Linked DNA regions of Sus scrofa: region 1 is linked to region 2. The links are chromatin contacts, called in public Hi-C maps. All regions are on one chromosome and are shown on one strand. The core of a region is the stretch at or near the end of the contact, and the rest is flanking DNA. Distances in the headings are between cores, read along the strand shown.

Region 1 (6,114 bases), core at 20-2,519, 37 kb after region 2:
TCTCCGTTTGCTTTGTATCTCTCCCTCCTCCATCTCTACACACACACACACACACACACAGACACTTCTTTTTCTTTACCATTTGAAAATAAGTTGAGACGTGATGCTTCTTTACTCCTTACACTTCAATGTGTATTTCCTAAAAACAAAGACATTCTCTCTGTGACCACAGTACGAGTGTCAAGATTAGGAAATTAACTTTGATATAATAATATGATCTTCAGATAGTATTCAGATTTTGTCAATTGCCCCAGCGATGTTCACTATGAAAGAAAATCCTGGATCATGCATTGTATGCAGTTGCCATGTCTCTTTAGCCTACTTTAACTGGGTCAGTTTCTCAGTCTTTGCATTCCTGACATGGACCAGTTATATCATAGGATCTCCCTCAATCTGGGTTTGTCTCATGTTTCTTCATAATTACATTTGGGTAACACATTCTTGGTAGAAATATCACAGGGAGTTCCCTGGTTGCCTAGTGGGTTAAGGACCTGGTGTTGTTACTGCTATGGCTCCAGTCACTGCTGTGGCTTGCATTTGATTCTGCATGCCATGGGTAGGGCAAAAAAAAAAAAAAAAAAGGAAAGAAAGAAAAAAGCTAATTTCACAGAAATGTGTTCTCAGTGCAACATATGAGGAGGCACTAGTATTTGTACCCATACTGGGGCTGTTAACTTTGCTTGGCCCCATCCGCATGTTGCATGAATGAATGACACCCACAGGCTAGAGCAGTGGGTGGGTGAGGAGAGATGGAAGAGGAAAAGCCAAGATTGAAGATGGATTTCCAGGGAGTTCCCTTCCTGGCGCAGCGGAAACGAATCTGATTAGAAACCATGAAGTTTCGGGTTCACTCCCTGGCCTCGCTCAGTGGGTTGAGGATCCAGCGTTGCCTGAGCTGTGGTGTAGGTTACAGACGCGGCTTGGATCCCTTGTTGCTGTGGCTGTGGCTGTGGCTGTGGTGTAGGCCGGCAGTTGTAGCTCCAATTGGACCCCTAGCCTGGGAACCTCCATATGCTGCAGATGAGGTCCTAAAAAGGAAAAAAAAAAAGAAGATGGATTTCAAGGAAGCTCTCTGATACAGAGTGTACCTGCATTGGAGGGGAGGAAGGATGGCGGTTTCCAGGTGTCGGGACTGACTCCCTCCACCCCACCTGGGGCAGAGGCAGTATTTTAGGACTGGGAGGCAGCTGAGTGAATAGCTCAGCTGGTGATCTGGGTTATGTGTTAAGGCAAGAGCTTAGTGGTTCCTGCGTGTAAGGCAGCCATTTCCAGGATTTACGTCACTGCCTTGGGAGAAAGGCACGGGGAGAGGGGACAGCTTCCAAAGAACAGCACACACAGGGCTGAGATGGAGTGGGGGAGGGGGAGGCAAACATCTGGTCACTGAATGCCCCGTCTGTGCAAAACCCAAGGAGGGGAGGCTGATCAGAACTCCGCTGCTGCTCACGTCAAGGGAGGCGTCTAAAAGTGAAAAGAAACCCTAGACCAAAGTTGCATGTGTGGAGGGTTATTCTGAGCAAGGAGCTACGTGATAGAAAGGTTGTAGCAGTTCAGATTAAATGGAAGAGGAAAACTCTACCAAGGAGATTTGGGGAAGCAAAAGGCAAGATAACAGGACCAGATTTCAAATGTTAAAGGATAACATATAATTAGCTGCAAACCCGAAATATATATAATATTTAATAAATTATAAATAAGAAGTGTAGACATAAGATGAATAAGTTTCTAAGAAGCAAAGCCTCATATTAAAACAGAAAGCCAGTTTGCTCAGGAAGCTCATATTTCCTGCCTACTTTGTTTGCTTGGAAAACACAGAAGAGCAGACATCTGGGGTAATTAATTCTGGGGTAAAAATGTCAGAACCTGGGTAAACAAAGATTAGTGCCAAGATAACAACAATAAAGTGGAACCAGAGACTGAAGAAAGAAGCCCAGTTTCAATAATTCACAGGAATAGAATTCTGGACAAAATTCAGGAGATTCCAGAGATAAAATTCTGCCATCAGCGGCTAACTTTTAACAACAGAGGGGTCTTGCCTTTTATATTTAAGTGTATCTCAGGTTTCTTGGCGTTTCCGCCATCGTGGCTCAGTGGAAATGAATCTGACTAGTAACCATGAGGATGCAGGTTCGATCCCTGGCCTGGCTCAGTGGGTTAAGGATTCGGCGTTGCTGTGAGCTGAGGTCACAGAGCTGTGATGTAGGTCGCACTCAGATCGAGCTGCCATGGCTGTGGCGCAGGCCAGCAGTTATAGCTCTGATTCGACCCCTAACCTGGGAACCTCCATGTGCTATGGGTGCGGCCCTGAAAAGACAGACAGACAAATAAATTAGTAAATAAATAAATGAATGTATCTCAGGTTTCTAAACAATTTCCACAAAAGATGTATATTCACATATATAAAAACAACCCTCTCAACCTTTCCTCCTAAAATTCTGTAACCCAAAGCCACCAAATCTGAAAAGGTTTGTGCAGAGGTTACTGGCCCACACAGTGTTTGAAACTCATCTTTGCAAACCATGCTGTAGTGGTCTGTTGCACAAATGTCCAGAAAGCATGCTGAATAATTTGGAAGCAAGAGTTTGTCTGAACTTCTCAGACACCTCCCCATCTGTGTGCTAACTAGTGACATTCCAATGTTTAGCTTCAGAAAGCAACTGGGAATAAGATCTCAGAAATAGCAGAAGCAAATGTTTCTTTTTTCCCAGAGCTGCAAAAAAGCAGATTCTCTCCTACACTATAAAGCTAGTTTTGATAAAGTTGTAACTGGAAAATATTCACGAAAGCATCAATCTCTGAGTCTCCCATCTTCTCTCAAAATATTTGCAAACCATGTATGTGATAAAGGTAAATACCCAAAGTATTTAGGGAACTCCTTCAACTCAATAGCCAAAAACCAAAAAGGTTGAAAAATAGGCAAAGGACTTGAAAGACATACAAATAGGTGGCAGGATACCTGAAAAGATGCTCGTTGCACTAGTCGTCATGGAAATGCAAATAAAAACCACAGCGACATAACAACAAAGACCTAGTGTATGGCACGGGGAACTATATTCAATACTTTATAATAACCTAGAATGGAAAAGAATCTGGGAGTTCCAGTCATGGCGCAGCAGAAACAAATCTGACCAGGAACCATGAGTTTGTGGGTTCGATCCCTGGCTTTGCTCAGTGGGTTAAGGATCTGGTGTTGCCCTGAGCTGTGATGTAGGTCGCAGAGGTGGTTCGGATCCTGCATTGCTGTGGCTGCAGTGTAGGCCAGCAGCTGTAGCTCCGATTGGACCCCTAGCCTGGGAACCTCCATATGCTGCAGGTACGGCTCTAAAAAAAAAAAAAAAAAAGAATCTGAAAAAAATGTGCTTAGAATCTGAAAAAATGTGAATCATCTTGCTGTACACCTGAAACTGACACATTGTAAATCAACTATCCTTCCATTTAAAAAAAGATAAAAGAAAAAAACAAAACCCTCACACCTGTTAGGAATGCTATTATCAAAAAACAAACAAGAAATAAGTATTGGCAAGGATGTGGAGAAATTGAAACTCTGGTACGATTTGGGTGGGAATGTAAATGATGTAGCTGCTCTTAAAACAGCATGGAGAAGTTCCCGTGGTGGCACAGTGGTTAACGAATCCGACTAGGAACCTTGAGGTTGAGGGTTCGATCCCTGGCCTTGCTCAGTGGGTTAACGATCCGGTGTTGCCGTGAGCTGTGCTGTAGGTTGCAGACAAAGCTCGGATCCCCCGTTGCTGTGGCTCTGGCATAGGCTGGCAGCTACAGCTCTGATTGGATCCCTAGCCTGGGAACCTCCATATGCCGCGGGAGCGGCCCCAGAAAAGACAAAACACAAAACAAAACAAATAAACAAAAAACAGCATGGAGTTTCCTCAAAAAATTAAAAATAGGGAGTTCCCACTGTAGCACAGTGGGTTAAGGATCCAGTGATGCTATAGCTGTGACTTAGATTTGATCCTTTGCCCTGGAACTTCCATGTGCTGTGGGTGCAGCCAAAAAAAAAAAAAAAAAAAAAGAAATTAAAATAGGAGTTCCTTGGTGGCAGCAGTTAAGGATCCGGCATTGTCACTGCCGTGGTGCAAGTTGGGTTCCTGGATTGGAAACTTCTGTGTGCCTGGTAGCCAAAACAATTAAAAATAGAAATTAAAAAACTGTAAAATCCAGCAATCCCACTTGTACATATTTATTCAAAATAATTGAAATCAGGATTTTCATTTGAATATCCAGGTTTACTGCAGCGTTATTTACAATAACCAAGATGTGGAAACAACCTAAGTAATTACACACAGGAGAATGAATGGATAAAGACAAAGAGCTATGTACATACAGTGGCATTTAATTCAGCCTTAAAAAAGAAAAAATCCTGCTACATGTGACAACATGGATGACCCTTGGGGACCTGATGATGCTAAATCAAATAAGGCACTTACTGCACGATTCCACTGACGTGAAGGATCTAAAATAGTCAAACAGGGAGTTCCTGTCAGGGAGCAGCAGAAATGAATCCGACTAGGAACCATGAGGTTGCAGGTTCGATCCCTGGGCTCGCTCAGAGAGTTAAGGATCCAGTATTGCCTTGAGCTGTGGTGTGGGTTGCAGACGTGGCTCAGATCTGGCATTGCTGTGGCTGTGGTGTAGGCCAGCAGTGGATTTGACCCCTAGCCTGGGAACCTCCATATGCCACAGGTGTGGCCCTAAAGAGAAAAAAAAAAAAAAAAAAAAAAAAAAAAAAAAAAAAAAGCAAGTCTTCATAATTAAAAAAAGGAGTCGCAAAAAGATATAGCAACATTCCCTCTGCAGCAGATGCAAAGGGAGCAATACTGTTTTGCATCATAAAACTAAGCCAAATAATCTATTTGGACAAGTTATTAAATTAAGATCTTTCTCAAGAATTGATATTGGAGATTTGCATGATGTTTGTAACTGGTACTCATTTCTTCTATTTTCTGTTCAAATAAATCTGCCCTTGTGAGTGTTGTTTCCACAGGATTGTTGTTTTGTTTTTGGCCACACCCTTGGCGTGCAGAAGTTCCAGGACCAGGGATGGACCCCATGCCACAGCAGTGAGAACGCTGGGTCCTGAACCCATTGTGCCACCTGGGAACCCCTGTATGGGGGAGGGGTTTTTTGTAAGTCATCTAAGACTTTAGGACTTGTTGCCATGCCTCATAAAAACTAACTCTCCAAAAACTTTCTGATTGGCTGCTGCTATGGGTTGAAGAGTGTCACCTCAAAGACACTGAAATCCTAAGCCTAGTACCTGTGAATGTGACCTTATTTGGAAATTAGGGTCTCTGCAGATGATCTAGCTAAAGTGAGGTTATTAAGGGTGGGCCCTAATCCACTATGATGAGGGGACATTTGGACACTGAGACAGACACGCACGGAGAGATGCAATGAGGGCGTGGGAGAAAGTCCTCTACAAGCCGAGGAGCATCTGAGGCTGCTGGAACGGAGGAGAGCGCCGTGGGACACACCCTCCCTCAGTCCTCAGAAGGAGCAAACCCTGCTGACATCTTGGCCTCAGACTTGTGATCTCCAGAACTGGGACACAATAAATTTCTGTTGCTTAAGCCACGCAGTGTGTTATGCCAGCCCCAGGAAGCCAGCGCTGCTGTCTTGAGTAGAGTGTGGCAATTTCTGCCTCTCCTGACCCGAGAGATTTCTTTTATTTGTTTTTATTTTGTCTTTTTTTGCCTTTTCTAGGGCTGCTTCCCGTGGCATATGGAGTTTCCTAGGCTAGGGGTCGAATCGGAGCTGTAGCCGCCAGCCTACGCTAGGGCCACGGCAATGCAGGATCCAAGCCACGTCTGCAACCTGCACCACAGCTCAAGGCAATGCCGGATCCTTAGCCCACTGAGCAAGGCCAGGGATCGAACCCTCAACTTCATGGTTCCTAGTCGGATTTGTTAACCACTGAGCCATGACGGGAACTCCTATTAACTTTTTCTTTTATGGCTTTCTCCATTCCAAGATCACAAAAATCTATTTTCCCCCCAATATTTTTATAGTTTTAAAAGATCAACTTTTTTTTTTCCTCCGGATGGACAGCTACTTGATCCAGCATCGCTGTTTAATTTATTGAGATATAACTGATGA
Region 2 (6,529 bases), core at 1,312-3,811:
ATTTTAAATATATAAATGCCCTAGAAATAGACAACTTCTAGTGTTGTTGTTGTTGTTGTTGTTTTTGCTTGTTAGTCCTGCACTTACAGCATATGTGAGGTTCCCAGGATAGGGGTCAAATCAGAGCTACAGCCACTGGCCTACATCACAGCCACAACAACACCAGCACCAGATCTGAGCCGTGTCTGCAACCTGCACCACAGCATGTGGCAACGCCAGATCCTTAACCCACTGAGCGAGGCCAGGGATCGAACCCACAATCTCATGTTTCCTAGTTGGATTTGTTAACCACTGAGCCAAGACGGGAACTCCTGGTTGTTGTTGTTGTTGTTTTTAAGTAATCTTAATTTTTTTTTATGTGTGTGTGTCTTTTGCTATTTATTGGGCCACTCCCACGGCATATGGAGCTTCCCAGGCTAGGGGTCAAATCGGAGCTGTAGCTGCCGGCCTACCCAGAGCCACAGCAACGCTGGATCCAAGACACGTCTGCAACCTACACCATAGCTCACGGCAACGCTGGATCGTTAACCCACTGAGCAAGGGCAGGGACCGAACCCGCAACGTCATGATTCCTAGTCAGATTTGTTAACCACTGTGCCACGATGGGAACTCCAGTAATCTTAATTTTTAGAACAGTTTTAGATCCACAGAAAAATTATAAAGATACTCTGAGAGTATCCTATACACCCCACATCCAATTTCCCTTATTATCTTACATTAATATATTGTTAGAATTCATAAACAAATATTAATACATTATTAATATAGTTTATATTTGATTCAGATTTCCTTTGGGGGGGGCACCTGGCAGTTTCTGGGCCAGGGATCAGATCAGATCTGCAGTTGCCACCTACATAGCCGCTGGGGGAATGTAGGATCTTTAACCCGCTGTGTCCGGTGGGGATCGAACCTTCGTCCCAGCACTCTAGAAAGGCTGCCGATCCTGTTGTGCCACAGCAGGAACTCTACCTTGACAGTTTTGAGGAGTCCCGGTTAGGTATTTTGTAGAATATCCCTCCAATGGGTTTTTTTCCTTATGATTGGACTGAGGATTTAGGGTTTGGGGAGGAATATCTCACAGGTAACTGCCATTTCATCACCCTGTATCAATGGTGCTATTAGATAGATACTATCAAAATAACATCGCTGTTGATGTGGCATGTGGATGTTCTTGGGCCAGGGATGGAACCCACACCATAGCAGTGACAATGCCAGATCCTTAACCCTTAGGCCATCAGGGAACTCACCCCTTATTTATTCAACCAATGTGCCAGAGAGGAAGGGTGGAGAGGAGGGTAGATTGTGTAAGCGCACTGCTGGTCATTGAAAGGACTTGTCTTTTACGCTAAAGAAAATTGGGTTAGGGGAGTTCCCTGGTGGCCTGTTGGTTAAGGATTCAGCGTTGTCACTGTTGCGGCTCCAGTTCGATCCCTGGCACCAGGGAACTTCCGCATGCCACCGTGTGGCCAAAAAAAAAAGAAAAAGGAAAAGAAAGAAAAATGTGTTAAAACATATTTTAACTCCAGTTTCCTGGCTTTTCTTCTTAGTGTCTTGTTTGGAGTGTGTGTGTGTGTGTGGGGGGGCATGTGAAATGTTATCAAAAGCAGGCACCTGGCCATGGGCAAAGGCCCCCTGTTCACAGCTGCCCTTGGGTCTTCCCACCACCCTACTTCCCAGACTCGGGTGTGGCTCATTCCGCCCCCTCAGTTGTTTGTTTGAGTCCTGGGAACTCAGCTCTTCAACCAAAGAGTAAATTAGAGATGAGAGGGGCCCCTGCCTAGCCCCACCCCTCAGGGGTACTGACTCCTGGCTAATCAAAGCCTCACAGGGAGAGACACGGGCTGGGGACCCAGGGAGACAGGGGCTGAGAATGGGGGGCGGGCAGCAAATGGCATCCCTGACCTGGGGTGTGCTCCTGACCTCCCATTTCTGCGCACCCCCCCCCACACACCCCCACCACATGCCTGACACAATGGCCGGGTGGGGCTGAGGAACCGGCTTCCTCTGCAGAGATCTCAATCTGGGCCCTCAGTTCCCGCCCCAGAAAGACAGAGACTCGGAGACCTGGCCCCACGTTCCTTGCTCCAAAGGGCAGGCAGACCAGACTGAAAATAGCAACTGCTTCCAAAAAGATAAAGGTAAATTCAGGGGGGAGCTCCTGCAGAGTTAGAGAGGGGCAAACATGGGTGGGAGGGGTCCCTTGGTGTGAAAGAGTGGGCTGGCTCACACCAGGGGACAGGCTGGATGCTAAAGGGACAGGCTGTCATGCCAGGTGTCTGAGAGATGGTCAGACCCACACACACCATCCCTCAGCCACGCAGAGGTGTCTAGAGCCCTTGCCCCACTGCCAGCCCAGCCCTGTGGCATGGCCAGCCCATCCGCCCGCACCCCGTCCCTGGTCCCTGGCCCCTCCCCAGCCCCTGTGAGCCCCAGGATGGAAAGTGCACCTACAGAACAGCCCACTCTCCTCGCCTGAGTTTCATCCTCTTCCCAGACTCTGGTAACCTCGGAAACCCGGCGTTCGGGGTCCTTCACATCGTCCAGAGCCCCAGTGTGCGCATGTGGAGTGTGGTGTGGTTTGGGGGGGGGGTGTCCGGTTGGGAGGAGGATCCAATTCCTGTTTCCTGCCCCTACTCACTCAGCCCTGGGAGGTGACTGAGAGTGGAGAGGACTCAAGGGTGAGTGTTTGGGCCCAGTACCTGGGTCCCCGCGGGAGGCCTGAGTGGGGGATGGGGGAAGGAAATCAGTGCAGGTACCTGAGGGGGGCAGGGATCCTTGCACGGGGCAAGGCTGGGGAGGAGCTGGCCGGCTGGCAAGGCTGCTGCCCGGGTCACCTAAGGAGCTTCCTGCCCGAACACAGAGGCCATTGAGCTGCAGACTCCCGGTCTACAGCCCCCACCCCCCACCCCGCATCATTTCTCAAGAACCAGTCTGGGGCCTGGAGGGCTCTGACTCTCCTGCTGACTCCACAGGGGAGTGTGGGGGTGCTGGGTCCCCCAGCCCTGACCCTGCAGCCTCCTCAGGATTGTAGCGTCTTCCAGACAGCAGGAAGTGAAGCCCAGGCCCCTGAGTCTTGGCCACACGGGTCCTCACCTTCTGTCTGGTCTCCCGACCACCCTCTAAGCACCCTGGCGGGACCCAGGCTTCCAGTGGGGCATCTCTCTGTGAGCAGATGGGGGGTGGGGGGCAGACAGTGAGGCTGGGGCAGGAGAGATCGAGCCCGGGGCCTCCTGGTCTCTTGGGGTCAGAGGCTCCAGGAATCTTCATGGCAGGAAAAGGAGACTAAAAATAATCCGGAAAGGGAGAGTCCGGAGAGAGGAACTGGGAAATGGGGGGCGGAGGGCCCGCTGGAGCAGGGAAATAGTGATGCATTCCTCATGGCCCAGGCGCCACTGCACTTAGGCCCCACGCAGCACAGAACACACACAGTCTCACCTCCCAGCAGGCGCCACACACGGTACTCCACTCCCCCGCCACCGCATGCCCACACACAACACACACACTCCCGAAACACAGCATCCAACACTCTGCTCACATAGCACAGAAACGCACTGTGTCCGCTCATGCTTAAACCACACACACAAACCTCCACAACACACACCACGGACACCAAACACAATCCATCTGGCAGATACTTGGTGGCTATACCGGCGCCGGCAATTTCCCTCACTGATCCAGTTCTCCCCACCCCTCAACCTGGGTCTCAGGTGCCCCCACCCCAGCCTCACTGTCCCCTCTGGCCTGACGATGTCCCCAGAAGCCAAAAGACAGAGAAATGGAGGCTGGGGGGCCAAGAGAGGCTGGCTGGAGAGTCCAGAGTCCTCGGGGAATGGAATAAGGAGGGGGGAGAGGGAAAGAGAGAAGACCAAACATTTCCTTTCTTTTTTGGGTCTTTTCTATGGCTGCACCCGGGGCATATGGAGATTCCCAGGCTAGGGGGTCTAATCGGGCTGCCCGCATAGGCCAGAGCTTTTGGCTTCTTTTTAAAGACTGCCCCTGCGGCCTATGGAGGTTTCCAGGCTGGGGGGTTCTAATCCGAGCTACAGCTGACCTAGACCACAGCCACAGCAACGTGGGGTCTGAGCCATGTCTGCGACCCCTCAGCTGGCGGGAATGCCAGATTCTTACCCCACTGAGCGAGGTCAGGGATCGAACCTGCAACCTCATGTTTCCTGGTCGAATTCGTTTCCTCTGTGCCAGGGACGGATACTCCTGTTTGTTGCAAACATTTCTGCTCGAAGGCTTCAGTCTACTTGAGGGGGCACGAAGGGTCTCTCTTTCTCCCTCCCTCTTCCCCAGGGGATGAGTCCAGCAGAGTACCCCACTCCTTTGAAGAGCTCAGAGGAAGATGTCAGCCCAGTCTCTTCCTGCAGCAACGCCCCCTACCCAGAAGCCCCCTCGGATCATCCGCCCCCGCCCCCCTTCTCGGCCCCGGGCTGCCCAGTCCTCAGGGACCCACCACAACGGCTCCTCTCCGCAAGAACCTCCCTTCGCCGCCAATGATGCACTAGCCCCGATGTGCACGCCCATCTTCTGGGAGCCCCCCGCCTCGGCCCTCAAGCCTCCAGCCCTTCTGCCTCCATCAGCTTCTAAAGCCAGTCTCGACTCCCAGACTTCCCCAGACTCGCCTTCTGGCACCCCCAGCCCGACATCCCGGCGCTCCATCTCCCCAGAACCTGCTCCTCGGTCTCCAGTCCCCCCACCCAAGCCCTCCGGGTCACCCCGCACGCCTCTGCCCCTGGTTCCCGAGGCTCCAGTCCCGGCCCAGGATGGCTCGTCCTCGGCCCCAGGCACTGTGCGGAGACTGGCTGGCAGGTTTGAATGGGGGACTGAAGGCAGGGTCCAGGCTGAGGAGGCCCTGGAGCCGGGTCCCCCAGGGGCAGTGGATGTGAATGGGGAGAGAGAGACTCCCCAGGCCGTCCTCACTGGGAGCGGGCCCCAGGAGAATGGCACTTCAGGTAAGCCTATGGATCCAGCTCCTCTTCTTTGTTTTCAGAGCTTTAAGATTGGGTATTTTTGGAGTTCCAGTTGTGCTCAACAGGTTAAGAACCTGACTAGCTTCAATCCCTGGCCTTGCTCAGTGGGTTAGAGATCTGGCATTGCGGTGAGCTGCGGGGTAGGTCACAGATGAGGCTCAGATCCCTGTTGCTGTGGCTGTGATGTAGGCTGGCAGCTGCAGCTCCGATTGGACCCCTAGTCTGGGAATGTCCATATGCTACAGATGCAGCCGTAAAAAAAAGATTGGGTGCTTTCAGGGGCTTCTTTTCTTTTGTCTTTTTAGGGCTGCACCCGTGGCATATGGAGGTTCCCAAGGTAGGGATCCATGCCTATCTGTGCCTATGTCACAGCAGCACTGGATCCTTAACCCACTGATCGAGGCCAGGGATCAAACCCGCATCCTCATGGATGCTAGTGGTTTGTTAACCACTGAGCCATAACGGAAACTCTGAGGGACTACTTTTTCCATAATGGATTTCATGATTGGAAATCCGGTTTTCATATTTCGAAGAGAGTCAGGGTGGAGGTGATAGATGCCTAAGGCTGGACCTCCACGTTCCTGATGCTTAGGCAGGTTGAGGGGACGGGGAGGCCTGGGCGGGGTGGGTGTCCTAAGGATGCCCCCATCTCCCACAGATGCTGCGCTGGCCTGCCCTCCCTGCTGCCCCTGTGTCTGCCATGTACCCGGCCTGGTCTGGAGCTCCGATGGGTGCCTGTGGGGGGCTATGAGGACGGCCCCAGGGTCCCCTGCGGGCCTCCCCATTGCGGACCTCCCGCTCCCGCCCCAGCCCGCCAAGCCTCAGCCACCCCTCTGTTGTCCTCACGTCCTACCGCTCCACTGCCGAGCGCAAACTCCTGCCGCCCCTCAAACCCCCCAAACCAGCTCGGGTCAGACAGGACGCCACTGTCTCTGGGGACCCGTCACAGCCAGATCTCGATCTGCCCTCTGAAGATGGCATCCAAGCAGGTACAGAGCCTGGGGGTGGACCTCTGGGCTGGGAAGGGAGCAGGGGGAGATGGACCATTCTAAACCAACTAACTACAACCCCCAAGAGCCCCTGGGCTTCTGTTCCCCCACCAGCTGCTGCTCTGGGGCTGGCGGGAGTTGTAGTTTTTTGAGTAACAATCTCTGCTGGGCCGGTCAAGAGACGGATCCTGGAAGTCTGTTCTCTTTACTCTGGGTTCTCTCTCTAGGGGACAGTCTTGATGGCACCCCTCAGAACGATGCTCCAGCAACGACGGAGGGCAGGTACGGAACACCCCCCCACCCGCCATCCCAACTGACGGCCGACTAACTCTCAAGTCCACTTATATCCTACCTCCAAGTGTGCAGTGGAGGAGCGTTAGGCCTCTAGGGATGAGCAGCCCCAGTTTCTCATCCCAGCTCTGTCCCTTATCAGCTGTGTGACCTTATACAAGTCTTATAACCTCCGGGTCTCTGCCTCCTCATCTGCGAAATGGGGGCACCCAAATCAAATCCTTCATAAAATTGTTGGGGTATGACATTGGCAGAGAGCCTGGCCAACGGGAA

The links. A called contact is a pair of places that touch in the nucleus more often than the background predicts.
Region 1: a Hi-C map of skeletal muscle shows a contact between it and region 2, with 2.5 times the contacts expected there. The contact joins the enhancer-like site here to the promoter of SLC25A35 in region 2. A contact is called at or near these places in 8 of 47 Hi-C or Micro-C datasets (adipocytes, blood, embryonic fibroblasts and 4 more) and 2 of 2 datasets of contacts at active chromatin or transcription factors (alveolar macrophages and skeletal muscle).

What each region holds. Positions count from the first base shown.
Region 1 is chr12:53,531,947-53,538,060 of Sscrofa11.1, forward strand. No RefSeq gene overlaps it. Among named protein-coding and RNA genes, the nearest start is that of ODF4, 17 kb to the left of the region's middle. Within about 2 kb of position 1,270, at least 9 of the 83 cell types and tissues checked have an H3K27ac peak or open chromatin away from gene starts, as enhancers often do. A contact at or near this core is called in skeletal muscle, where this site is marked.
Region 2 is chr12:53,493,411-53,499,939 of Sscrofa11.1, forward strand. It overlaps SLC25A35 (solute carrier family 25 member 35), which reads right to left and starts at 2,562. Exons shown (of 6, transcript NM_001243357.1): 1 at 2,452-2,562. The coding sequence starts at 2,483. It overlaps ARHGEF15 (rho guanine nucleotide exchange factor 15), which reads left to right and starts at 1,999. Exons shown (of 21, transcript XM_013990062.2): 1 at 1,999-2,138; 2 at 2,643-2,678; 3 at 4,300-4,958; 4 at 5,635-5,676; 5 at 5,679-5,744; 6 at 5,747-5,965; 7 at 6,193-6,247. The coding sequence starts at 4,349.